Regions from separate parts of the Mus musculus genome. Here regions 1, 3, 4, 5, 6 and 7 are each linked to region 2. A link is a contact called in public HiCAR-type, HiChIP or PLAC-seq, capture Hi-C and promoter capture Hi-C data. All regions are on one chromosome and are shown on one strand. Each heading gives the region's core, a stretch centred on a gene start, on an enhancer-like site or on the middle of the called end of the contact. The rest is flanking DNA. Distances are from core to core; before and after follow the strand shown. Region 1 has its middle 20 kb from the start of Mindy3. Region 2 holds the start of Rsu1 (Ras suppressor protein 1). Region 3 holds the start of Mrc1 (mannose receptor, C type 1). Region 4 holds the start of Itga8 (integrin alpha 8). Region 5 has its middle 130 kb from the start of St8sia6. Region 6 overlaps Mindy3 (MINDY lysine 48 deubiquitinase 3). Region 7 overlaps Stam (signal transducing adaptor molecule (SH3 domain and ITAM motif) 1).

Region 1 (3,224 bases), core at 253-2,752, 830 kb after region 2:
TTTAACTAATATTTCATATTTTTATGAATTTTCTCCTAAACGAAGGGATGTGGACAAGGCTCTGAGATTTATTTCCTCGATTATTTTCCAGTGCAACTGAATTGTCATCTTGCAGATCCACAACCCCTTCTATGACCTTAAGCCATAGCAAGTGAAGCTCTTGCCTTTTATCTTTTATGTAAGTTACATGAACTTCAGTTATTAACTGTAACACATGTATATAATATCTATATCCACTTTTCTCAATTGATTTGTGTAAAAAATAAAAACAAGCAAACAAACAAACAAACAACAACAAAAGACCACACTTGCTGAAGCACAGCTTTCCTGTTTCACATAGGATGGCTAGCCATGAAGCTTTCAGGATCAGCCTGCCTCAGGTGCTCACTGCAGGGGTTACAGGCTCGTGCAGCCATGTCTGTCATTCTATATAGGTCCTGGGGTTTCTAACTCAGATCCCCATGCATTCAGATTGAGTAGCCTTACTCAGTGAGCCATCTCTCCAGCCCTGGATGGATGAGTGGATGAGAATACAGTCTATCACCCCAAACAAGTTGGATTAGAACCTGATATTCAGAGTACAGTGGCACATAAGAATGTTAACAAAAGACATCTGGAATTTTCTTTCACTCTCTTTATGTCCAGCAAAAGCGTATTTCTCATTCCTGATATGTCAATTCAATTAGAAAAAAAAATTCCAGATATGAAAGTCAAAGATATTCTGCTCCTGTATGTCACTGCAATGAAGACAGAGAAGTATTGTGGTACAGTTCATAGAGAGCAATACACAATCTTCAATGTCTCTGCCATAATAAAAATGACATTTGAACTATTCCTTCTATTGCTTCTTTCTCTAAATTCCTTCCCCCACTCTGCCAGGAAGTAAGCATGGCTAGTGGCAGTTGAAGTTCAATCTGCCCATACACATTGTGTAACAAGAGAGCACATGACTTGCAGAGACTTCTTAGTGGGTGTTCTAATGTTTCCTTTGAGTGTAACTTCTGAAAACTCAATTGTGAAACAAGAACTTTCAAAGAGCTCAGTAGCAAGAAAATTTGAAAATAAATCCTAACTTAGTAAAGTTAAAGAGAGTGACTTTAAGATTATCACACACTTTATTAGTAAAATGTGTCCAATGTGTTGATTACATTATGTAATTTATACCCCATAGCTCAGGTTTCTGATTCTCGATATATCTTATTCATCTGTTTTGTGACTGAATTTTCTATATGCTTACCTGTTCATCTAATGGATCCAAACTGCTTCTAAAATTAGTTTGGACCCTGTCTTGGTATTGCGACTGTTGACATTTCTGGGCTTGCTAAAGAAATACATTGTTTTCCATTGCTGTTTTTCAGATCACCCAAATCAACAACACAGGACTAATTAGTTTAGAAGATCTAATGGTTTCTGAAATCCCCAAGAATCATTACACGATACCTCAAGCAGTCTCTCTATGACTTGTGCCAGCTGCTTCTTAGTCTTCTGTGCTCACACTGTGGCTTTGAAAACCCTCCTTAAACAAACCTCGTTTCCTGTTTCTGTAGGGAGGGAGGATAGAGGTCTGAGCAGGATAGGGCTTCTGCACTTTTCTCTGTGCTCTCTTTATGGCCAGGAAGATGGGGTAAACAACCCCAAGCATGTATCTTGCAGCAACATGAAAGCCATCTCCACTGTGTTGTTCCTGGGAGCACTTGACTACAAAGAATTATCTGGCACAGCTAAGATCAATGTTACATTTTAAAAAAAATTTTATTAGGTATTTTCTTCATTTACATTTCCAATGCTATCCCAAAGGTCCCCCATACCCTCCCCCCCCACTCCCCTACCCACCCACTCCCACTTCTTGGCCCTGGTGTTCCCAGGCATATAAAGTTTGCAAGACCAATGGGCCTCTCTTTCCACTGATGGCCGACTAGGCCATCTTCTGATATATATGCAGCTAGAGACACAAGCTCCGGAGGGTACTGGTTAGCTCATAATGTTGTTCCACCTATAGGGTTGCAGATCCCCTTAGCTCCTTGGGTACTTTCTCTAGCTCCTCCATTGGGGCCCTGTGATCCATCCAATAGCTGACTGTGAACATCCACTTCTGTGTTTGCTAGGCCCCAGCATAGTCTCACAAGAGACAGCTATATCAGGGTCCTTTCAGCAAAATCTTGCTTGTGTATGCAATGGTGTCAGCGTTTGGGGACTGATTATGGGATGGATCCCTGGATGGCAGTTTCTAGATGGTCCATCCTTCTGTCTCAGCTCCAAACTTTGTCTCTGTAACTCCTTCCATGGGTGATTGTTTCCAATTCTAAGAAGGGGCAAGGTGTCCATACTTCGGTCTTCGTTCTTCTTGAGTTTCATGTGGCATTTGAATAAGAAGAAATGTAAGTATGAACTGGATAGATCTTTGTTTTCTCAGGATGGAAAAAAAAACCTAGAGGTCTTTTTATTTCTAGCACACAGCAATATTTTAAAAATCACAAGAGGAAAAAAATAAGATTTACTATAACCTAAAAATATTAAAGCAAATATCAGAATATTTAGCAGCCTACTAAAATCTTATTTTTGTTTGTTTTATTTGGAGGCTATTAATTTCTCTTTAGACAAAAGAACATTCACATGTCCTACAGTTTCTACAATTTTGTACTGGAAGGATACAATTATTTTATAATGTAATTTGAGCACATACATTTTCAAACTCCTAAATCAAATCTTGTTACAAAGCAAAGGCAGTAACCAGATACTCTTTAAGGATGAGGTGCTTACAGAGCCAACTGATGCTTTTATTCATTTTTCACTAAATTCAAATTATAATCCAATGGCACCACCTGTTGTTGAGATGGCAGAATTGACCTAAGTGACAAGATTACATACTGAAAATCAAATCCAGAAGGCAAGCATAGGCCTTTGCTTGCTGGGACATGACGTAATGAGACAGTTACATAGTGATTGATTTACTTGGACACCGCTCTGACCATGGCCTTCAGTAGAAATGTGCAGGATGTCTTAAGGACCCATCATTGTATGAGCATAAGAGAATATATGATTAAGACTAGTTTCCCCTTATGTATTCAAGTGTAGGCCATAGAAGATAATTATTGCTAACACTAATTGTGTGTGTGTGTGTGTGTGTGTGTGTGTGTGTGTGTGTGTGTGTGGAAAGAGAGAGAGAGAGAGAGAGAGAGAGAGAGAGAGAACAGCACAGATAGAAGCCAGAGGCTAATATCAGG
Region 2 (3,256 bases), core at 21-2,520:
AAACTGCATCCACAGCTTGTATGAGACTGTGCTAGATCAGTGCTCTCAGCAAATGTCTAGCTTAAGAAGTGATGAGGCAAGCCGGGCGTGGTGGCACATGCCTTTAATCCCAGCACTTGGGAGGCAGAAGCAGGCGGATTTCTGAGTTCGAGGCCAGCCTGGTCTACAGAGTGAGTTCCAGGACAGCCAGGACTATACAGAGAAACCCTGTCTCGAAAAACCAAAAAAAAAAAAAAAAAAAAAAGTGATGAGGCCTGGACAATGCAAGTTGCCTGCATTGCAAGTATCATCGTTTCATCTGAAGTGTGTTTAAGGAGAAATTTCTGCTTTCAAATTCAAAGTGCCGAATCTTTTTCTAGTACCTGCTTGGCTCATTGCTTATATATGTGTGTCTAAACTTCTGCACGTCTGTCTGACTGCTTATCTGTCATGTACCTAATGCCAGAGGAATAATTCTGGAATGATTTCCTATTTAATAGTGTGAAATTGTCACTAAGATTAAGTTTTTTACTGGGTCATCAAGATCTAGTCATTAGGAGGTAGAACCCAGAGGGTCAGCAGAAAGTTTATCTATCTATCTATCTATCTATCTATCTATCTATCTATCCATCCATTCTATTTGAAGAAAGTGGGAGAGTTCTAAGAGCCAAGATTTCACGGTTCATGGGTGTAAACACCAACTCAGACTTCTGACATAGTCGTGGTTTACTGTTAGCATCTAACCCTAAGGGAGATAGATTCCAGTTCCCAAGACCAAAAGGAACGGAGCAAAACAGTTAGATACAGAAACCTGTGAGTTACCAGCTGAGGACATAAGTTTCGGGCGGAATCTTTGTCTTCAGAATCTTTACCATAATCCAGACCTCATACCTCCACCAGGTCTGCGACAGCCAGGGGCACACGAGGGACTCACGGTAACAACTCTCCGTGGGAGGGGACCGGCAACGAAAGACGCAGGACAAAAGAGAGTACCTGACTTGTGGATTTCTCAGGACGGAACTCCAAATCCCTCAACACAAGCTGCATTCTAAGAGTCTACCTCGGTACCAGCGACCAGCTTAGAATCCCCTGCTTCCGCCCACAGAACTTTGTCCTTCAGCTAGCTTACTGAGCATGCGCAGAATCTAGATCACATGCACTTGCTGAGTCCAATTCAAGTTCCAAACTCAAGAAGATGGGCGTTCCTCAGCGTAGGGCGGAGTCTCTGAGACTAAAACGTGTACGATTGGTCCGCCTCGGGGTCCACTTTCTTCAGTGGGCAGAGCCTCGCCTGGAGCCACAGCTGGGAAACAGTTCTCCTAATTTGGGAAGTGTCAGGCCGGGAGGGGCGTGGGGTTGGCCGGATTTTGTGTGCGCCTGCGCGATCGCTGGGACAGGGTGTGTTCCTGCTGCGGGATCCTGTTTTCGGCTGATCCAGTTCATCGCTCTCCACCCGAGTTTCCCTTGCAGGTCCCTAATCACACCCACCAGGTGTTGCTCGCTGCGGTGAGTGTGCGGGGTCCAAGTCCTCCATTAAGGACTCCATGGTGATACCCATTCTCCCCTAGGCAGCCCTGGAGAATTCAGCCTGGGCCTCTGCTCCTTTCCTGCCTTAACCTGCCCCACAACCCCCAGGCTCCCATTTTTGCCATCATCCACGTGCTTTGTTGTCCTTTGCTACAGAACATGTCCAAGTCACTGAAGAAGCTGGTGGAGGAGAGCAGGGAGAAGAACCAGCCGGAAGTGGACATGAGTGACAGGGGTATCTCCAGTATGTTGGATGTCAACGGCTTGTGTAAGTTCTCTTGGACAGTTGCTAAGTTTGTAAGTAACTGCTCTCTTGGGAGGCGAGTTTCGGAAGCCTGCCATTCCACCTTTGCTCGTCACTTGGTCACTTGTCAGGAGCTTGCAAACCACAGTTAGTTCTGCTGGGACTGGTGAACCAGATGAGAACGTCACACGAGGTGTGCTGCAGTTCCTTCTCAGCGGGTGAGGGAGCTTCATAGCTTTGAAGTCCATCTTCCATGTAGTGTCCCAAGTAGCCATTTTTGTTTGTAATTTGGAAGTCACGTTTTACTCTATGAATCATGAGCTGGTGGTACTCAAAAATTACATGCATAGTAAGAATTCTTGTGCCAGTAGTATTTTCAACATTTTCCTTCATTACGTATTCCTGGGTCATTCTCCCATTTGTGTTCAGGCATTGCTCAATCTTGTGATCCAAGCTCAGCACCCGTTTAATCAGGGTGTTGCTTTCAGCTGTGAACTTATATGACTCTTACTTTATTGTTTTTTTCTCATCTGTAAAACCAGACAGGGAACTCAGTACAAGTGGGAATGGTCATAAACTCCATTGCCTGTGCCCTTCTCATGGGCATCTCCTCTTCTCCACATGGAGACGGTTATCCCCATGTGTAAATGCTGCATCACTATCGCCAGATTTTGTGTTGAGAATTCTAGTGTCCACTTTTTCATGATCTTTAAATTCTGCAAACTAATTCTGGTCTTTGAAAACACTTTTTAAGTAAGTCACCACGCTTCTGTAGGTTCCTGTGACTTCATTTGGATCCTCTGAGAGCTTAACTGTTGAGAGTGGTACCCCCACATTCCTCAGCGGGACATACAAGGTCTGATTCTGATCATAAACCGATCCCTTCCATGCATTCATTCCAAGCGATGTTGAATAAGCTCCACTGAGTGACCCTGAGCAGCCAGATCTTCCTGACTTGCAAGTCTGTTGTCTCCTTATCTATATGCCTTTCCACCTGACGTCCCTTAACTTAACTGCCAAGAGTCAGCTCAGACATCATAGCCTATGAAAAACGTTCTCTTTCTATCTTCCTGTGTGAACCCACCTTTCTACAAGGCACAGATTGCATAGCCTTTAATTAATTAATTTTTTAAAAAAGATTTATTTATTTCATATGTGAGTACACGGTTGCTCTCCTCAGAGACACCACAAGAGGGCTTCCATTACAGATGGTTGTGAGCCACCATGTGGTTGCTGGGAATTGAACTCAGGACTTCTGGAAGACCAGCCAGTGATCCTAACCGCTGAGCCATTTCTCCAGTCCAATTAATTTATTTTTAATCCAGTAGACTCTCTTCCTCATTCGAATACCAAGAGAATATGCAATGCCATGCTTGTGTTCTTGAGAATAGTGTCTGGAACACAGTCGGCACTCTAAATGTTGATAGGAGTCAGAGTAGGATGTTAGAACATCAACCAGAGGGGAGCTGTACAGAGACCTTAAAGTCAGTGGATAGCTTCCTAGGC
Region 3 (3,138 bases), core at 79-2,578, 960 kb before region 2:
ATGGTAAAAAGAGTCTGAGGGTGTGGATCTACCACAGATTACAAGTCTAGAATCCAACCCCCAGTGAGGAGCTGAGAAATCACAGGTTCTCAAGTAACACAAAGACATCTGGATCTGGAAGGGACTCTCCTGTGCCCATTTATATTCGCCTTTTACTCTCTAGAGAGAGCTGAAAGACCTCACATTTTGTGTCCCTGTAACTGGGTCCACCAAGTGACCCACAAGACCTCACACTCTGTCCCAGTATTTGTAGTCACGAAGAGAACGGCATTAGGGAGGCATCCTGCTGTCTCAAGGAGGGAAACATTCCTAAGAAAACTGAGAAAATCTTTATCATACAGTTCCCTAGAGAATTTCCTGGCATCAGCGTCACCACAGGACTTCGGCTAAGACCAAGGGTACGAACTGTGTCCAGCAGGCTTTAGTTGTCTGATGGAAGTGAAGGGTGTTGAAAAGCCAAAATAGTCTCGAAATAGACCTGGGAGTGCAAACTCTCCCAGTCCCTTCCATACTGGTGCTTAAGAATCCAGAGAAACGCTGACTCAGCAATGCCCTTGCGCATCTAAAGAGCCCTGATCTGTTCCTACGGACATATCAACCACTTTCAGACTTCAGCATCGAACACATCCACCTGTGAGACAATATGAACAATTCTGGAAGCAGAAAAGGGCGGACTTTCTAGCAATAGAAATTATGAATGAAACGGCTCACGGGAAAAGTCGAGTGTGAGAATCCCCGCGTCCTCTCCTTATCAATTTGCATCTAGGACGAGGGGCTGCAAGTTCCTCTTTCCCCACCCGAGATACTCAGCGCTATCTATTGGGAGTAGGATAGCAACGGCATAAACTGGAAACTAGAACTAGGGCAAGCAACAAAACAAGAAGGCATTGCACAAACCAGGTAGAAATACCCAGACATGATGTCCTCAGGAGGACGGAGGTGCTGGGGGGCTTCATCTTGGACAACATCTAACAACAGAGAGCAACAGCATCGCCTGACTCTAGCTCAACTCCCACCCTGGTGTGTTCAGGTCAAAGCCAAGTGCAAGCTTGATGAAGGTCAGGTAAAAACACAGATCGCTCAATTCCTCTTCCAGATGTACACAGGACTTTTAGCATAAACTTCAAACAAAATGGTATGCAAAGCCCCCACCTCAAAACAGACTTACCCAATAGCTGAACAGAGACAGGGATGACAGAGATAAAAGCCAGAAGCAGGAGAAGCCTCATGGCCCAGAGTGGATCTTCCAATGAGGGAGAAGAGGGAGACTGGGAAAGGCAAAGAATACAACCAGGTCCCCAGGTTGCCCCTTTGCTCAGTCCAAGGTCTGGGAGCTGCCTGACTGAAAAGGAGGACAGAGGAAGCTGTCCCTTTTAAAGGACTCCTGAATTTAGGAAAACCCTCCAATTGAGAGATATCCTGTCACATGGGGGCGGTTAGAAAAACAGGAATTCAAAGTTACAACTTTGCTTCGTAAGCTAAGGCACAGGAGGAAGGGGAGAGAGGAACATGTGTAGGAGAGGAGAAAACGCAGGAAGTGGGGAGAAGTGAGGACCCAGGCCATGAGCAGCAGGGAGAGGCAGCCCTGCTGAGCTCTCCACAGGTGCTGGGCAGTAACCAAACGGAGGCCATTATCTGGGTGGGAAAAAGTCTCCAGGAGGCAGCTGTGGAGGCTCTCACCCACAATTCTACAGTCAGAAAGGGAGGACACTCGCTGGAAAGCATCAGAAGCTCTTCCTGCTCAGGCTTAGAGCCCGAGCACCAACACACACACACACACACACACACACACACACACACACACACACACACACTCCTTGGAAAGGATCAAAGGTATGGTTCACGTAGAGTTTTGCCCCTGTCTCTAGAAGGAAAATGACAGAAGTTAATTTTAAGACAACCTCAATGAAGCCCAGGGATAGAAAGTTCTAGCAGCTTTCCTTAGAAAGCCAGAGGAAATAGTGGCAATAGCTTTGTTGTCGGTTCGCTGCCAGGCCTCAACCATTACAGTCCTCAGAGTTTGAAAAAGGGAAGACCTCTCTCTCTCTCTTGCAAAAGAAAGCCTGGCTTGAGTCCAAAAGTTGCTTGTTGATTCGATGACAGTGGGGTTTCGTCTTCATGATTTTGCAGGGTCGTTCACAAAGCACCACACAACCCACCTAAACACTGATTTTTTTTTTCCAGACGTTCAACAAGAATTAAGAATATTTAGAAATGGATATTTGTGGTTAGTCAGGGAAGACCTGAAACTGGAGCGTGGGAAATGTCATCGTTTCAAAAAGAAGCTCTGGAAACACTGGCGACTTAGAAGTTGTAAACAGATGGTTTACCTTCAAGTGAAAAGCTGTTCAGACCCATCCACGCTGAGGCAGGTACACACTCATTTCCCAATAAGCTGTGGTTTCTCTCAAGAATTTTCTTTTTAAAAAGCCTAAATTAGGAAGATTCTGAGAAGGGACCCACCGTTCTTTTTCATTCTATCAAGGCTTAACTGACAAAGAAAATTCTCCCACAACTGGTGAGAGGCTGCAAACGTTTCCTTTTCAATCACTGCGTAACTGACTTATCACAGGAACACCGAAACAGTCTTGCGTTTGTAGCGCAGGCTGGCCTTGAATTCTTGGTTCCTCTGTTTTGACTTTCTGAGAGCTGGGATTATAAGTGTGTCCCATCATGCTTGCTGACCAAAAAATGTTTTAATTGGTCTTTTAAATGCAAGCCATTCAAATTGTTTTGCCTAATTGGGGTTTGCTTTGACTTATTTGAAGAGGAAAAAAAAGAGTTAACTGAATTGCAGGCATCTGTATATCCATGGTTTTATTATGTCAACGTGTCTTACATGCACAGGAATAAAATCAGAATCAGTAACGAGACGCTGGATGTGATATAAAGTGAAGTCCAACATCCCACAAAGGATTTGTCTCCATCATTTTTATCTTATTGGAAGATTTTATCAGGTTAGGAGGGGTGAGCAAGTCAACACAAATCTGTAATTTCAGGTAACGGAGGAAGAGGAATTTCCATAGGCCTTAAAACAATCTTTGTATTGCCAGGAACTGTGGGAAAATAGCACGTTTTTCACTTCTGGTGTCTCTTCAAATCCTTGAAGCATCCATTTCAGAGCTCGGGTTTTTTTTT
Region 4 (3,202 bases), core at 436-2,935, 970 kb after region 2:
TGAAATTACTCTACAGAGTGGGTTATGAAGGAAAATGGATGAGAAACCATTTTTTTTTTCCTAGTAGGCTGAGATTTTTGTCTAGTCTACTCAAATTGTATCAACCTTCTGATGGGTCCCCCAGTTGTAGGAAGTGGTACTAATTATTCTTAGATGAGTAAGTTGGCATCTTATTCATCCACTCACTTCACTTATTTTCTCCTAAGTAGGTAACTTAAGACTCAGCTTAGATCCTTTCTGCTGTGCATCCTCCCCCAATCTCAGCCTTTTCCTTAACTTTCATGGCCCTTTTCTCCTTTTGTCTTGTCAACCAGGTTGGGATTCCCTTGTCCATCCCTGCTTTCTTTTTATTCAGATGACTTGCCACTGGACATTTGAATCTCTGGTGCCTATCATATTTCTGCTTTGGCTACTTTTGCCTGGATCCCTGGTCTCAGGATCCATCCAGCCCTATTTCAGACCACTCCTTGGATACTCCTTTTCACTACGATCTTGTACATGGTCATCTAATGCTAGGAGATTAGTGCCTTCAGTGTTTCCCTCATCTGCTTCCGGGAGGTCCAAATCTAAGTCTCCTATTCAAATTCTTGTCTACATCTAAATTTGTTTCCAACTTTCCTGAAATTACCCAGAAACAGCTTGCCCCTTCTCTGTCTCTCTCTCTGTCTCTCTGTCTCTGTCTCTGTCTCTGTCTCTCTCTCACACACACACACACGTGTGTGTGTGTATATATATATATATATATATATATATATATATATATATATATATTTAACACAGCCTTCTCAGGCTAGTCTTGAACTTGTTAGGTTAGCCCAGGCTGTCCAACAAAAGATCCTCTTATTACAGCCCCTGCCCCCAAACAAAACAGTGTTGGGATTTCAGGTATGTGTCACCATGTCCCACACTTCTTTGCCTACACTTAAATTCTGTGTGACCTCAGAGTCATGTTGTTTTTTTTATCACCAATCTATGTCCTGAAAAGTTTGTATTTATAAAAAACCATTTATACACACAGTTCTAGTCTGCTCCCTTCACCTTCGGGCTCCTCGAAAGATCAACAACTAGTACTGGTGAGGAAGAGATCCTGTTGTCTCAAACTTTCACTCCCAAGCCCTGCTTTTGAAAACTGTTAACTGCAGCATTTCTGACTTTGCAGTCCTTCATCACAACCTCATAGGATAGAGGTTTATACCAAATCATACAATGTGCCAGAGATGCCCTTGAGAAAGACTGAGAAAACCTACAGGATTTTTGTATTAGTATGTCAGCGGAATAGGAGAGGAAGAGGGTTCTTACATTCCATTATCAAATCCCATTTACTGAGGAAGAAACTGATTTACCCTCAAAGGTAGAGGTGACAGCCATATAACCACTCTTTTCTGGAGTTGGTATACTCTTTTGTATGCTTGTATCCGAGCTGCGCAATATTGGGAAATCATTAAATTCTCGCCGCATATGGAACACCGCTTCTCCAAAACAATGACTTGAGGTGACATCCATAAAATTTAGATGGTCCTTAAACTAGAGACTCGAAATCTAGCGGGCTCAACAGGCACTTGCCCGGTCCTAGACCGCAAGCTCCGTCCTGCAGCCTGAGAACTAGCCGCTAGAGGGCGCGAAGAGCGCGCCGGCCCCAGCCAGGGGCTGGAGAGGGTCGAGCGCGGGATCCGCTGCTGCAAGCCCAGAGCAGCGGGGTCGGCGGGCCGCACAGGGCGAGAGGACTGTCACTGTGGACGCTCCTAGCTCACCGACCCGGGACACCGGCCTCTGGGGAGCGTCAGGCCTTCTCCTCTGGGCTCCACGGCTCCCGATCCCGGGTGAACAGCGTTCGGGAAGGAGGGCGATGTCTGCGGGAACCCACTGTGGTCCCCCGGGGAACCGGGCACCTCCGTTCGCGCGTCTCTGTTGCGTCTCGGCCGCGCTGGGGATGCTGTGGTCCCCTGCGTGTCTGGCGTTCAACTTGGATGTGGACAAGCTCACTGTGTACAGTGGCCCCGAGGGCAGCTACTTCGGCTACTCACTGGACTTCTACATACCTGATGCGCGCACGTAAGTTGCTGGGTTGGGTTGGTGGCTTGGTGGCGCGCGATTCCAGGTCCTGTCTCTGTCTCTCAGAGGTCTCCGCAGCCAGGAGGAAAGGATGTCTGATATTTCAGGCAACTGCCCACTCCGGGTCGGATTCTGCTCTTTGCCTGCTACCAACATCTTTCCTCCTGACTTATGCTAAATAGATGTGCCCATGAATCTGGGATTGGAGATGCTCCACTGGTATATAAGTTCGGATTCAAAGACAAGAGCATTATACAAAGGAGAGAGTGGGGCGGGACAGACTCAGGTCAGTTTTAAAATAAGGACCGCGCAGTCTGTTCCTACGGAATCTCATAGCGCCTTAGGTTGCAGACAGTTGGGATCTGCCTTCCCCATCACAGTCTCCACCTACCTCCACCTAGACAGGCAGAACCATTAGCAGCCTCTTCCAAAACCAGGTTTCTGGTGCTCATAGGCTTCCAAAGAGGAAATCAAGTTTGGCAGTCTTTCCACAATAAACCTGTTTGTGCCTGCCGCTGCTGCCGCAGTCCGGTGGGCATGCTTCTACAGACTGGGCACACGGGTAAATGTTCCCAGAGGAGTGACTTTCTCCAATCTCTTTGCAGAGCCAGTGTCTTAGTGGGGGCACCCAAAGCCAACACTAGCCAGCCGGATATCGTAGAAGGGGGAGCTGTCTACTACTGTCCCTGGCCCTCAGAGAGGTCTGCACAGTGCAAGCAGATACCGTTTGACACCACCAGTAAGTGATGCTAACCTGTAGTGTGGCCCCTGGTTGAAAAGAACCAGAGCCATTCCTCGCGGCAATTTAGTGTTCTTTCCCCCCCTCCTAATGTAAATCTGAGTGTTTGGATGCATCTGGTAACATCCGTTTCCCTACTGTTCAGAGGTGAACACTAGGGGAGGAGGTGCTTGGGACCAGTAGAAACCCACAGCTGTGAGGGGAGGGGAGCACAGGCTTAATACTTGGTTGGCAGAGGCAGGCTGGTGTCTGTGAGTTCGAGGCCGGCCAGAGTTACAAAATAACCTACACTATAGAGAATCGGGTTGGTCCTCAAATATAGAGGTGGAGACTGATAAAGGACTCGCTTGGAGTATTTGTAATTCTCTAGTTCCCAAGTCCGGAGGTGAGACTTGCCCTGTAGTAGATCCA
Region 5 (3,291 bases), core at 578-3,077, 650 kb before region 2:
TGGCCAGCAAGCTCGAAGGAGCCTGTTTCTATCTCCCCTCTACTGTGATTGCAGGCATGTGCCATTGAGCGAGGTGATTTATGGAGGCCCTGTGGCTCTGAGTTCACACCCTCATGATTACATTTCTAGTTCTTTACTGATTGAGCCATCTTCTCAGCCATGTAGATCTTGCCCTACATATTGCTTCCCTGGTATCCCACAGATTTGCATATATCACATTTTACTATCCCTAGGTTCAGATCAGTTTCTGTTTTCCCCTGTGATTTCTTCTTGTTTCCAATGTGCATGCTATAATGATTTTTTTAAAATTATTCATGGAATTTTCTAGTGATGTCATTGATTTTTGGGTCTGATTTTTCTGAAATCCACTCCATGGGCACAATTCAGATTCTTTCAAGGTAAAGAACTAGTTCATAGGTGTCACAGCCATTTATTATACATAAAAGGATGTTCCTGTTTTTGCTAACTTTAAAAACAGTCACAGATGAGTGTGTTTAGTGTTAAAGCTGTACCAGTTTTACAGGGTGTATATAGGATTGGACTGCATCCCCAACATGTTCTTGAGGCTTGGTTGTCAGCTGATCATCCTCTTGGAAGGTGGTGAAGCATCAGGAGGCAGAGCCTAGCTGGGGAAACTATATTGCTAAGGGTTCTCTTCAGGGGGTAATTACATCCCTAGATCATCCCTCCCTTTCTTCTTCTCTTTTTGCTTCCTCACCATGATAAAGGAACAGCCTTACTCTGCTCTGTATTCCCTACCCTGATGTTCTCCCTTCCCTCAAGCCCCTGAGCAGCAGAGCAAGCTGAGCATCAGCTAAACCCTCTGAACCTGAGAGGCAGTTTCTTCCTTCAAGTGGAGTCTCTCAGATATTGTGTCATAGAGATGGAAAGCTGACTAACACAAGGTTCTTTTGAACACTGCAGTATAGAGAAGATATCTTATGTATTCTGGGATAGAGCCAGGCAAGAAAAAATGTGACATGATGCACTCATGGTACCTGAACACAGGTAACCAGCCTTGTGGCAGAATGCAGGTTAAAATAATTGGGTTATTTTAGTTATGATCTAGTCAGAGTAGAGCCTAGCTATCTGGCTGAAGTATTTGTAAATACATTTTGAGTATGAGTCTTATTTCTGGAAATGTAGGTGTGGAGGAAGAACCAGGGCTTAACTGAAACAAAATGGCACCCACATTGGGACACAAACCCATGGCCCTGAGATTAAGAATCTCATGCTCTACCAACTGAACATTGGTGGTTCAGTGGTGGAATTCTCACTGGCCATTCTGTTCTTGCCACATTTTTTCCCTCACACCTCCCATACTTAGCTTTATCCCAGAGTTCTTTCCCCTCTCAGACATCCCACCTTCTATTTCCCACCTAAGCCAATGGCTGTAGGCTTTTTAATTGACAGGAGATGTGTCTATACAATATGTAAGATATTTACAGTGCAGAGATCTTCTGTAATATCTACACAGTTCTTTTAAACAAAATGGACCATATTTTGAGAGAGGTTGAGCTTTAGAGGGCTGTGCCAGTGAACACACTCTAAGTTCCCTTTCTTGTGCAAGGTTTTGAGCAAAAATATAGAGGAACAAAGACAGAAAAACATTTGTAAGACTGTAAGGTTGTTAGGATATAGGTAGAAGGCAAAGGACAAAGGAAGAAATGAGTTTCTTTTTTGATGAATTGACTGTGGTGGTAGGTATAATGTGGAGGGGGAAAAATCTAGGCATCTCATTATTTCTGCCCAAGGAAGCAAGGATGTATAGAGGTGAGAGGGTCAGGGCAGGAGTGCTTTCTCTGGGCATAATAGGAGTGAACACTTGAATGAACATCACCTCTTGATGAAAATGAAACAAAAGTGTGTGTCTGTTTGGAAAGAAGGGATTTAAAAATAGAAAGAGAGACTGTGTGAAAGGGGGAAAGGAAGGATGAAGAAAGTGAAGTCTACACAGAGGAAGAACATAACCAAAGGAGAATGTTGGAGACATGACTAAATAAAAAACAGTTTCCCGTCCATCACACCCTTGTCTGGGCTTATTTTCAGTGCTTGAGCAGGAAATGTCAGGGGAATTTGTGGTACATCTGTCAAAACTGTCAGGTTTGTCTTTTGGATAGCAAACATCCATACTTTATCTTAAAAATAAAGTTAATGTTCTTCCATAAAAAAATGAGCCAAGCACCAATAAAGCTAAGAAAGAAAAATATATATCTCTAAAGACTGTTACTGCCTTTCAAATGTTAGTCTATTTCCTTTAGATATTTTCTATATGTTAGGCTTTGATGTAAGAGGACAATATACTAAAAACAGTATATACTAATCACTTTCAAAACCTTGCTTCCTTATTTTAAAAACATGCATCTTGACACAGGGGAACTTGCAGGGTGGGTAATGTTCTTGTTGTGAAAAAATTTGGGTTTGATTTAAAGAGAAAACCAACAAATAAAGAGGCATAGTTGCCTCTCTCTCACCTCTAACTTTGCAGTGAGAAGCAGAGACAGGGAAGTGAAAACCCTGTGGCTCACTGGCCAGCCAGCCTAGCCTCAAATTTTTTGAAAGACTATTTCAAAAGGTGGCAAAGAGTAGATGAGAAAGACACCAATCATTGACACCCCTCTCCCCCATACAGAGAGAGATAGAGGGAGAGGGAGGGGGAAGAGAGAGAGAGAGGGAGAGAGAGAGAGAGAGATCTTCATCTCAACATAGCATCAATAAATATAGAAAATAAATTTAAATAGAAAGGGAAAGTGAAGATTGCTAATAACTCCTTTAGAACTTTATGTTTTCTTGAAGACTAATTTATTTATGGTTTTATACCCTGGTATTTGGTGAGCTATTTTGTTTGATTTTTTAAGATTTAGTTTTATTTATGTGTAAGGGTGTTTTTCCTGTGTAAATTTAAGTGTCCCATGTGTGTGCCATGCTCAAGGAGGCCAGAAAAGGGTATCAGATCCCAGAAGACTGACATTAACAGAGTCCCTTAGAGGAACAAGTGCTCTCTTTTTTTTTTATTGGTTATTTTCTTTATTTATATTTCAAATGTTTTCCCCTTTCCTGGTTTCCCTCCCTCCAGGAAACACTCTATCACATCCTCTCTTTCCTGCTTCGATGAGGGTGTTCCTCCACCCACCCACCCACTCCAACCACATCCTCTGCTACATATACAGTTGGAGCCATGTGTACTCCTTTGTTGATGTCTTAGTCCCTGGAAGCTCTTGGGGGTCTGCTTGGTTGATATTGTTGTTCTTCCTATGGGATTGCAAACCCCTTCAACTCCTTGAGTCCTTT
Region 6 (3,475 bases), core at 698-3,197, 890 kb after region 2:
TGGTATTAGACTTTTACAGGATTATTCTAATGCTCTGATGCAAGGTTGCTTATAAATGAGAGATAAAGAGAGCTGACAATCAAACCACCAATGGCTTTCACTTGGGAACTGGGTACCAGCAAATTGGAGCTGCAGGCACAGATTCTACATGGCAAGAGGGGTGGAACTAGCTTGGTTCCCTAGGCTGTCATGATGTGCTGATTTGAATAATTCCAGTGGGCTCTGTGCCATAAGACTGTAACCATGTCTGGTACCTGACATATGGGCAAATAGACTGATCTGGAGTATGAGGAGCATGAAGAGAATGAATTGGTATCAGTTTTATCAGCTATCCTTAAAGGAGACTGACTAGTTTATAACCTGGACATCAAACCCAATAGTCGGTGTCTAAAATGCTATAGGTAACCTCAGCAGTATGCAAGTTCTCAGCCAACACGTATTTACTTACGTTTCACCAGATAATTAGGGGAATGGCACAAAGGGAATGAATTATGTTTGAATAAATGTTATAAATCTAAACATTTCTCCATTCTCTGAGAGTGGAACAGATTGCTTTCTAATAATGACACTATCATTTAATTTATTTTCAGCATATATATTTAGGTACATAAATGAAGCAATACCTATTTATAACCTTTCTACACACACATGCACACACCAATAAAGAATGATGCTTTTAGCGGTGTGTTTAAAAATAAGAAAGCATAACTTATATCTCATAAAGATCACCATTTTGGATGTATATGGTTCTGTGGATGTTGCTATATTTGTAAAGCTGTGCAACCATCGTCCTTACCTAGTTCTGGAAGGTTTTCCTCACATACACACACCCCACTCCCCCAAGAGTAGGTCTAACCGGGCAGCCACTCCTTCTTCCTCACACCAGAAATCACAGTTCAACTTTCTGGCTCTGTGGGTTCCTTCACCTGTGTATTAGTAATTTCTTTCTTTCTATGTTGAGACCACTCTTGTTTTATAGTGTATCAATCTGTTTCCACCCATTAACTCATAGATGTTTCAAACTATACATTAAAAAAAAAACAAAATCCTGTTCCTATTGTAAAACTTTAAATGTAATTTGTCCTGAAGAATAGAGTAGCTAGAGTCTTCTCTATTCATTCTCTCTCTCTCTCTCTCTCTCTCTCTCTCTCTCTGCCTTTATAAGGAGGCTTTATCATTAATTATTTACCTTAGTAGTCTCAGGAAGAAGAACAGATTAGCCTAGTCTAACATGATTTGCAGAAGCAATTGTTCTGATTGCTAAGAACTTAATTTGGGTGTTTTTAATACTTAGCCATCTAACCCTTTGAACATAATTCAGAACTATGCATCAGCCTCTCCTTTTCCCTTTACGGCCACACCTACCTCCCTTCATTATGGAAATATCTTCATGATTCATATTTAAGACTTCAGAGTGATAATTTCCAATTTTAGCTGTTATAAATACTGCTACTGTGAACATTTGTCCACATATTATTTTTATAGCCATATGTTTTTACATTATGGTGTACTCAGGATTAAATTGCCTGGCCACACGGTAATTCTATTCAGCTATTAGAGCACTTTGATTTCCAAAATAAGGACAATGTTGTGTACTGTGGTGACTGATTTTATGATCAAATGCACCATTAGTTCAGCGGTTTCAACTATAACATTTTACACCCCCCTTTTAAACCTCTACCTTAAGTGAAGCACACTTGCCTTTTCTAAGAGAAATTAAGCAGCAGCTAGAATGTCCAGTCTGTGACTCAGTCTAGGTGCCCGGGCAACTGTTTGTGATTCTAGCTCTGCAGTTGGTGCTTAAGTTCAGCCAGGCCCTGCCTGCCACCATGCACCTCTCTGTACTCTCTCAAGCGAGGTCTCTTGTTGCTCAGCTCCACAGCCACATCGACTAACTGAGCAGCTGCCCTTTCCTCACTCATTTCCTCTCCACTGCCCTCAAAGGAGCCTTCCTATTTGGTGGGCATTCTGTTGCATGTTAGCGCAGCTGACTCATCCCTGCTTTCATAGGGCAAGGGAACTAAGTTTTCTGCCATGAATACAAGAGTTCCTGTTTTCCACCTCATGGTGAGAGTAAATTCCCAAGGGCTGTTGTGCTGCTAAAATAGGGGCTGCTGGCTAAATAGAAAAGGATAATGTGCCCTGAGTGCTGTAGGTCATTTCTTACAGTTTCCCAGTCTGAGGAGGAAAAGCAAAGGAGATTGCGAAGATTCATTGTTTTCAAAGGAAGTGTCCTCATGGAAGTGTAGAGTCAGTTGGTGTAAACATGATAGGCTGTGTAAATCTGTCTTATGTGCTCAAAATTAAACTTTTTCTCAGTCACAAATGAAGTGCTTAGAAGCTTTGTGGCACAATCTTATATAGGATTTCTTGATCTAAAGTCCTCATTTCCAGCTGTGACACATGTGTATGTAAGATCTGCATTGCAGTGTCTGGTTTAAAGATGCAGTATAAGCTTAGACACAGGTCCTGTCTGCACTTACCATCTAACCTCTGTGGTAAGAAGTGTTAATGAACGCCTGTTATGTTTCACATATTTCTGCACAAATATTTAAGGGACAGCATAAAATCTTTCATTTATTTGTTTTACTTTGCTGAATTTATTCTAGGTTGGTTCTTACTTGAAATCTCCAAAATTCCCTATTTGGATTGTTGGCAGCGAAACTCACCTCACCGTATTTTTTGCCAAGGTATGCTTATAGGGGACTTTTTTTTTTCCACAATGATATTAGCCAAACAAGTAATATTGTGAGTCCATATTTAGTTTGATCTTTGTGCAGATGAAAATCCAGCCAGTAATAAATGGAATGTTTCCCAGAAATCTTATCAGTTCACACTACAGAAAACACTGTTGCTTTGCTCTGGGGTTGGAGTCACCTCAGTGAAGTCCTTCCTGACTCCATTACATGTCTTTATCTCTGCTGACTCAAGAGCTCTGGCTTTTGATTTTGTTTAGAAGTTGCTGAGATGTGGAAGAAACCATTTTAGTTTTATTTTAGATTCTTACATAAAATGGTTTCTAAATCTTTCTTTTTAACAAGACGTAATATTTTCCACAGTGGGGTGGTAAAAGCTTTGGCATCAAACACCTTCATTTAAACCCTAGTTTCTTTGCAACATCTCTTGGGCTCTTTTCCTCTGTGTTTACAGTAGGGCTTTTTAACAGTACCTAGGTCTTAGAAGTGCTGTCAGCCTTAAATCTAAGATATTTAGTGGTGTCTAGCACAAGACAAGTGCTCATTACTCTATGAAAAGTTTTCCAATGTCTCTGATGCTGTTAAGAACAAAGTGTCAGAGCGTGGACTGATGCGGGCAATGTAAAAGTGTGTCCTTGAGGTTCCTTACTCCAAGAGACTCTGGGAGTACGCGTTTCCCAGGGTAAGGTCCCGTCTCTAAGAATTCTATCACTTTCACTGAACTGGTAACCTCATTTTTATTTTATTTTCTTCCTGCTTTTATTGTGTTAGCCAGCGTC
Region 7 (3,076 bases), core at 305-2,804, 860 kb before region 2:
TGGGTATCAAAATTCTTAGCCAGACAGTGGTGACACACACCTTTAAAATCCCAGCACTTAGGAGGCAGAGGCAGGCGGATTTCTGAGTTAGAGGTCAGCCTGGTCTACAGAGTGAGTTACAGGACAGCAAAGGCTACACAGAGAAAAAGATGGGTATCAGGATCTACCTCTACAAAAGTGAAATAGGACAACTTGGTAGCAATGAGAAAGGACCATTTTAAAGGTCCACAATTTCAGACTTGCTAGTAAAGGCTCTTCTTCACTGTTAACATGCATGTCCACGCCATATATTCTAAGAAGATGTATACAGTATATATTGTGGTTAAGATTCAGTACCAGGTGCAAAACAGCTACAACAAAGATTCTTCCTTAAATTTTTTGTCAACTAAAGAGGAATAACAGACCTTGTGGCATTTAACTAATTTTGAATCTTTCTACCTATTTTACAGAAAGAAAAAGTGAGAGATCCTGGCAGATGAGCACAGATTAGGAATTTATATATAAAAGTTCTTTTAAGATCCTGAACCTTTCAGTCACTAACCGAAGTCTTTCCACACTTCCCGTTTGTCAAATGATTCTTAATATGAAGATTTATCACAGCACAACTATGTACAGACTCTAGAGACAGGACACAGCACTATTAAAGGGCCCTGGCAATGTTATCTCCTACTTACATTACAGCTGCCAGTACTACTTCTCTACGATCACATTTGTTTTGTTTTCAATTTAGCAAGGTTTGAAATCAAACACAAAAGTCTTTATGTGACTGATTATATAAGATTTTACCTAGTTTCTGCAAATCTGACAGAGTGTGGCCATAAAGTGGTTTACGGGCTGTACTGAAAAGTCTAAGACTGGACAGCAGAAACACTCAGGAAACAGAGTCTGTAATGCTGCACTGCATTTGCCACGCTTTCTCGGGGATGAGAAAAGAATTCACAGTACAAGACTGCTTCGTGTATTTGTGCCTTTTATGGCACCTATTCAGAAGGAGAGAGAACAAATTCTGGCAGACGTAGATTATTTCTAGTAAGGATCTTTATTTGACTTTTAGAAACAAAGTGTGATTGCGTAGCTCTGAGTAGCCATCACTTGGCTGTGTAGCACCACTCCTTCATATCCTGGAACTGCAGGAGTGTTGGGATTACAAGCACGCACCATAATGTGCACCTTGGAATTTCATTGTTAAAAAAACCTAGAGGCAAAACACTTAAGTCATTTCCCTATAAAGTTGAGCTTACTCAACTTTCATCAAGATTATGGATAATCTACCATCTACCAACAGACTGAAAAGTACTTACTCATTTCTGGTTCAGCAGTAAGATCTGCAGTTACAAAATTAGAAGGAAAAAGCCCCACGCCTTGATGGGTTTCACCTTTCCACCAGTTGGGATCACTGTGACAAACAGGAAAAGAGTGTTTCATCATTAAGAAGGGCTTATTCTGTAGTCCTAGCATTTATCCTGCACTATCACCGCAATCCAGTAAAGGAGAGAGCAGTCTCTTCTCGCAAACAGCGAGTGAGGAGCTCCTGCGGCACCCACCATCCGTTAGTGAGGTTCTAAGGCAAACAGGAAGTGAGCCTCACCCACAGAAGCTTTTATAGCTGCAGTTCTTTCCCTCACAAGGTCAGTAAATCTTCGGAGAAGCAATAAAAAGCTAGGAACAGTGTAACGATTATAATCCGCCATGCTTTCCTGGTACTATTATGGTCTCGCATGGATTCCTAACAATACAGCAGAGTTTCGAATGTGGATTTTAGTTGTCTGTCTTTTGTTGCTGTTCTCATAAATAAGAACCTAAAAAATGTTTCAGTTTGTCAAATCACACGTGTAATGTTTATATGTAAACCTTCATATGCCAATCCCTACTGAGCTCCTGACTGTAGGCAGTTTCCCTGCCATGGGTTTTATTTTCTCAGAATCAAATACTCTATTTCAGCCGTTAATGCCATGGGCCTTATACACTTCTCCTTTCCAGCTTTGACACTGGTTATCAGAGCAAATCAAACAGGGTATTATTTATTTTCAATGAGAAATGTTTAATATTGTTTATTTCCTTCAGAATGTTAGAAGAAGTGCAGATCTGATGCATTATCTTTCAAAAGTAAACAAAGCTTGCATCATTCTCAACTTCAAAACCACAAAAAACAGAACAAACAAAAACTATGGACTCTTTTCCCCAAAAGAGGCCCTTAGGCGTACTGCCTTGAGTGTCAGGAGTCACCTGGGCTTCTATGTAAGAGATCTCTCACGCTACCCATAGCATATAACTTGAAACAAAACTGTCCCCGTGCCTTCCGTGGAAAAAGTCAGCAAGTGTTTAATCAACACTTTTCCAAAGAATTAATGACCACATTGCAATGCTAGCTAACGAGCCCAAGTTTTACATCAGTTTGTCTGCTTTATGAAAATATTAATGGTCTGAATGTCTATCTTCCTAAAATCCACGTGCTGAAATCTTGTCAGTGTCAGAAGGGGGAGTTTGGAAGGTGACTAATTCATGAAGGCAGAACTTTCTTCAATGGAACTGGTGACCTTATAAGAGTCCTGATCTCTTCTTTGCTCCTGCTGCTACATGTGAAAGCATGGTAAGAACACAGCTGTGTCTCAACCAGAAAGAGCCCTCACCATTTTCCAAATCTGCCAGAGCTTGGAGTTTTCAATCTCAGAATGTGGATAAGTAAATTTGGGCTATTTAAAAAGACTACAGCAATAAAATTTAAAGTCTTTTATAAAAATAACCTTTATCAATCCAAATTCATTTTTAAAAAGCAGTTACAAATTCTAATGCTTTATGATTCACTTTACATACAAAATCATGTGGGTAAACTCTAAAAACACTGATATTGCGTAGTTCTCCCATGATACCATAAGCAAAAAATTATTATGTTTTATATGGATATATGGTTCTGTATGGATACTATCAAGAGATCATGAACTTCTTCAAATAAACCCACCATATCTTCTAAAACTTTAATCTTTTAAACAATTTAACAATTTAAATTATTGGATGGAGCAAAACAAAACAGGTTTCTAAAACAAATAAAAATTATTTAAGTAACATAAATTAGGGG

What was found. Promoter capture Hi-C pulls out the DNA fragments that hold promoters and counts their contacts. HiCAR-type assays count read pairs that join an accessible place to other places. HiChIP or PLAC-seq counts read pairs in DNA pulled down with a chosen protein or histone mark. Capture Hi-C pulls out chosen DNA fragments and counts their contacts.
Region 1: a contact with region 2 is called in an H3K4me3 HiChIP or PLAC-seq map of bone marrow-derived macrophages, with 20 times the contacts expected there. The contact joins the enhancer-like site here to the promoter of Rsu1 in region 2. A contact is called at or near these places in 13 of 39 promoter capture datasets (the 3T3-L1 cell line, the C10 cell line, HPC-7-derived erythroid cells and 8 more), 3 of 15 datasets of contacts at CTCF or cohesin (the NIH/3T3 cell line, large pre-B cells and pro-B cells), 52 of 484 Hi-C or Micro-C datasets (B cells, the Ba/F3 cell line, CD4 T cells and 41 more), 28 of 115 datasets of contacts at active chromatin or transcription factors (the 230-238 cell line, CD4 single positive thymocytes, CD8 T cells and 22 more) and 3 of 9 other capture datasets (adipose tissue, embryonic stem cells and liver).
Region 3: a capture Hi-C map of macrophages shows a contact between it and region 2, with 4 times the contacts expected there. The contact joins the promoter of Mrc1 here to the promoter of Rsu1 in region 2. A contact is called at or near these places in 8 of 39 promoter capture datasets (the 3T3-L1 cell line, the C10 cell line, HPC-7-derived erythroid cells and 4 more), 1 of 484 Hi-C or Micro-C datasets (B cells), 1 of 115 datasets of contacts at active chromatin or transcription factors (astrocytes) and 2 of 9 other capture datasets (liver and macrophages).
Region 4: a HiCAR-type map of astrocytes shows a contact between it and region 2, with 5 times the contacts expected there. The contact joins the promoter of Itga8 here to the promoter of Rsu1 in region 2. A contact is called at or near these places in 10 of 39 promoter capture datasets (the 3T3-L1 cell line, the C10 cell line, cranial neural crest and 5 more), 6 of 484 Hi-C or Micro-C datasets (3T3-L1-derived adipocytes, the N1E-115 cell line, embryonic limb bud and 3 more) and 6 of 115 datasets of contacts at active chromatin or transcription factors (astrocytes, bone marrow-derived macrophages, embryonic forebrain and 3 more).
Region 5: a contact with region 2 is called in a promoter capture Hi-C map of pre-B cells, with 3 times the contacts expected there. The contact joins the enhancer-like site here to the promoter of Rsu1 in region 2. A contact is called at or near these places in 3 of 39 promoter capture datasets (the C10 cell line, hippocampal neurons and pre-B cells), 1 of 15 datasets of contacts at CTCF or cohesin (large pre-B cells), 10 of 484 Hi-C or Micro-C datasets (CD4 T cells, MC3T3-E1-derived osteoblasts, the Patski cell line and 5 more), 8 of 115 datasets of contacts at active chromatin or transcription factors (astrocytes, bone marrow-derived dendritic cells, bone marrow-derived macrophages and 5 more) and 3 of 9 other capture datasets (adipose tissue, embryonic stem cells and liver).
Region 6: a contact with region 2 is called in a promoter capture Hi-C map of liver, with 4 times the contacts expected there. The contact joins the enhancer-like site here to the promoter of Rsu1 in region 2. A contact is called at or near these places in 5 of 39 promoter capture datasets (the 3T3-L1 cell line, the C10 cell line, hippocampal neurons and 2 more), 1 of 484 Hi-C or Micro-C datasets (B cells) and 2 of 115 datasets of contacts at active chromatin or transcription factors (both in embryonic stem cells).
Region 7: a contact with region 2 is called in an H3K4me3 HiChIP or PLAC-seq map of bone marrow-derived macrophages, with 7 times the contacts expected there. The contact joins the enhancer-like site here to the promoter of Rsu1 in region 2. A contact is called at or near these places in 6 of 39 promoter capture datasets (the 3T3-L1 cell line, the C10 cell line, cranial neural crest and 3 more), 1 of 15 datasets of contacts at CTCF or cohesin (pro-B cells), 23 of 484 Hi-C or Micro-C datasets (B cells, CD4 T cells, LSK cells and 18 more), 10 of 115 datasets of contacts at active chromatin or transcription factors (acute myeloid leukemia, astrocytes, bone marrow-derived macrophages and 6 more) and 2 of 9 other capture datasets (adipose tissue and liver).

The regions. Positions count from the first base shown.
Region 1 is chr2:12,438,024-12,441,247 of GRCm38.p6, reverse strand. No RefSeq gene overlaps it. Among named protein-coding and RNA genes, the nearest start is that of Mindy3, 20 kb to the right of the region's middle. Within about 2 kb of position 1,502, at least 55 of the 459 cell types and tissues checked have an H3K27ac peak or open chromatin away from gene starts, as enhancers often do. A contact at or near this core is called in CD4 single positive thymocytes, CD8 T cells, CD8 central memory T cells and 22 more, where this site is marked.
Region 2 is chr2:13,269,429-13,272,684 of GRCm38.p6, reverse strand. Rsu1 (Ras suppressor protein 1) reads left to right here and starts at 1,270. Exons shown (of 9, transcript NM_009105.4): 1 at 1,270-1,485; 2 at 1,663-1,774. The coding sequence starts at 1,666. Gm13270 (a long non-coding RNA gene) reads right to left here and starts at 1,108. Exons shown (of 3, transcript XR_865976.2): 1 at 973-1,108.
Region 3 is chr2:14,227,604-14,230,741 of GRCm38.p6, reverse strand. Mrc1 (mannose receptor, C type 1) reads right to left here and starts at 1,328. Exons shown (of 30, transcript NM_008625.2): 1 at 1,169-1,328. The coding sequence starts at 1,229.
Region 4 is chr2:12,300,427-12,303,628 of GRCm38.p6, reverse strand. Itga8 (integrin alpha 8) reads left to right here and starts at 1,685. Exons shown (of 30, transcript NM_001001309.3): 1 at 1,685-2,052; 2 at 2,658-2,791. The coding sequence starts at 1,847. E030013I19Rik (RIKEN cDNA E030013I19 gene) reads right to left here and starts at 2,383. Exons shown (of 2, transcript NR_040353.1): 1 at 2,040-2,383.
Region 5 is chr2:13,922,772-13,926,062 of GRCm38.p6, reverse strand. No RefSeq gene overlaps it. Among named protein-coding and RNA genes, the nearest start is that of St8sia6, 130 kb to the right of the region's middle. Within about 2 kb of position 1,827, at least 5 of the 459 cell types and tissues checked have an H3K27ac peak or open chromatin away from gene starts, as enhancers often do. A contact at or near this core is called in pre-B cells, where this site is marked.
Region 6 is chr2:12,381,318-12,384,792 of GRCm38.p6, reverse strand. Mindy3 (MINDY lysine 48 deubiquitinase 3) reads left to right here. Exons shown (of 15, transcript NM_024185.4): 10 at 2,610-2,690. Among named protein-coding and RNA genes, the nearest start is that of Mindy3, 36 kb to the left of the region's middle. Within about 2 kb of position 1,947, at least 35 of the 459 cell types and tissues checked have an H3K27ac peak or open chromatin away from gene starts, as enhancers often do. A contact at or near this core is called in liver, where this site is marked.
Region 7 is chr2:14,129,344-14,132,419 of GRCm38.p6, reverse strand. Stam (signal transducing adaptor molecule (SH3 domain and ITAM motif) 1) reads right to left here. Exons shown (of 14, transcript NM_011484.3): 8 at 1,302-1,396. Among named protein-coding and RNA genes, the nearest start is that of Tmem236, 44 kb to the left of the region's middle. Within about 2 kb of position 1,554, at least 99 of the 459 cell types and tissues checked have an H3K27ac peak or open chromatin away from gene starts, as enhancers often do. A contact at or near this core is called in LSK cells, acute myeloid leukemia, adipose tissue and 4 more, where this site is marked.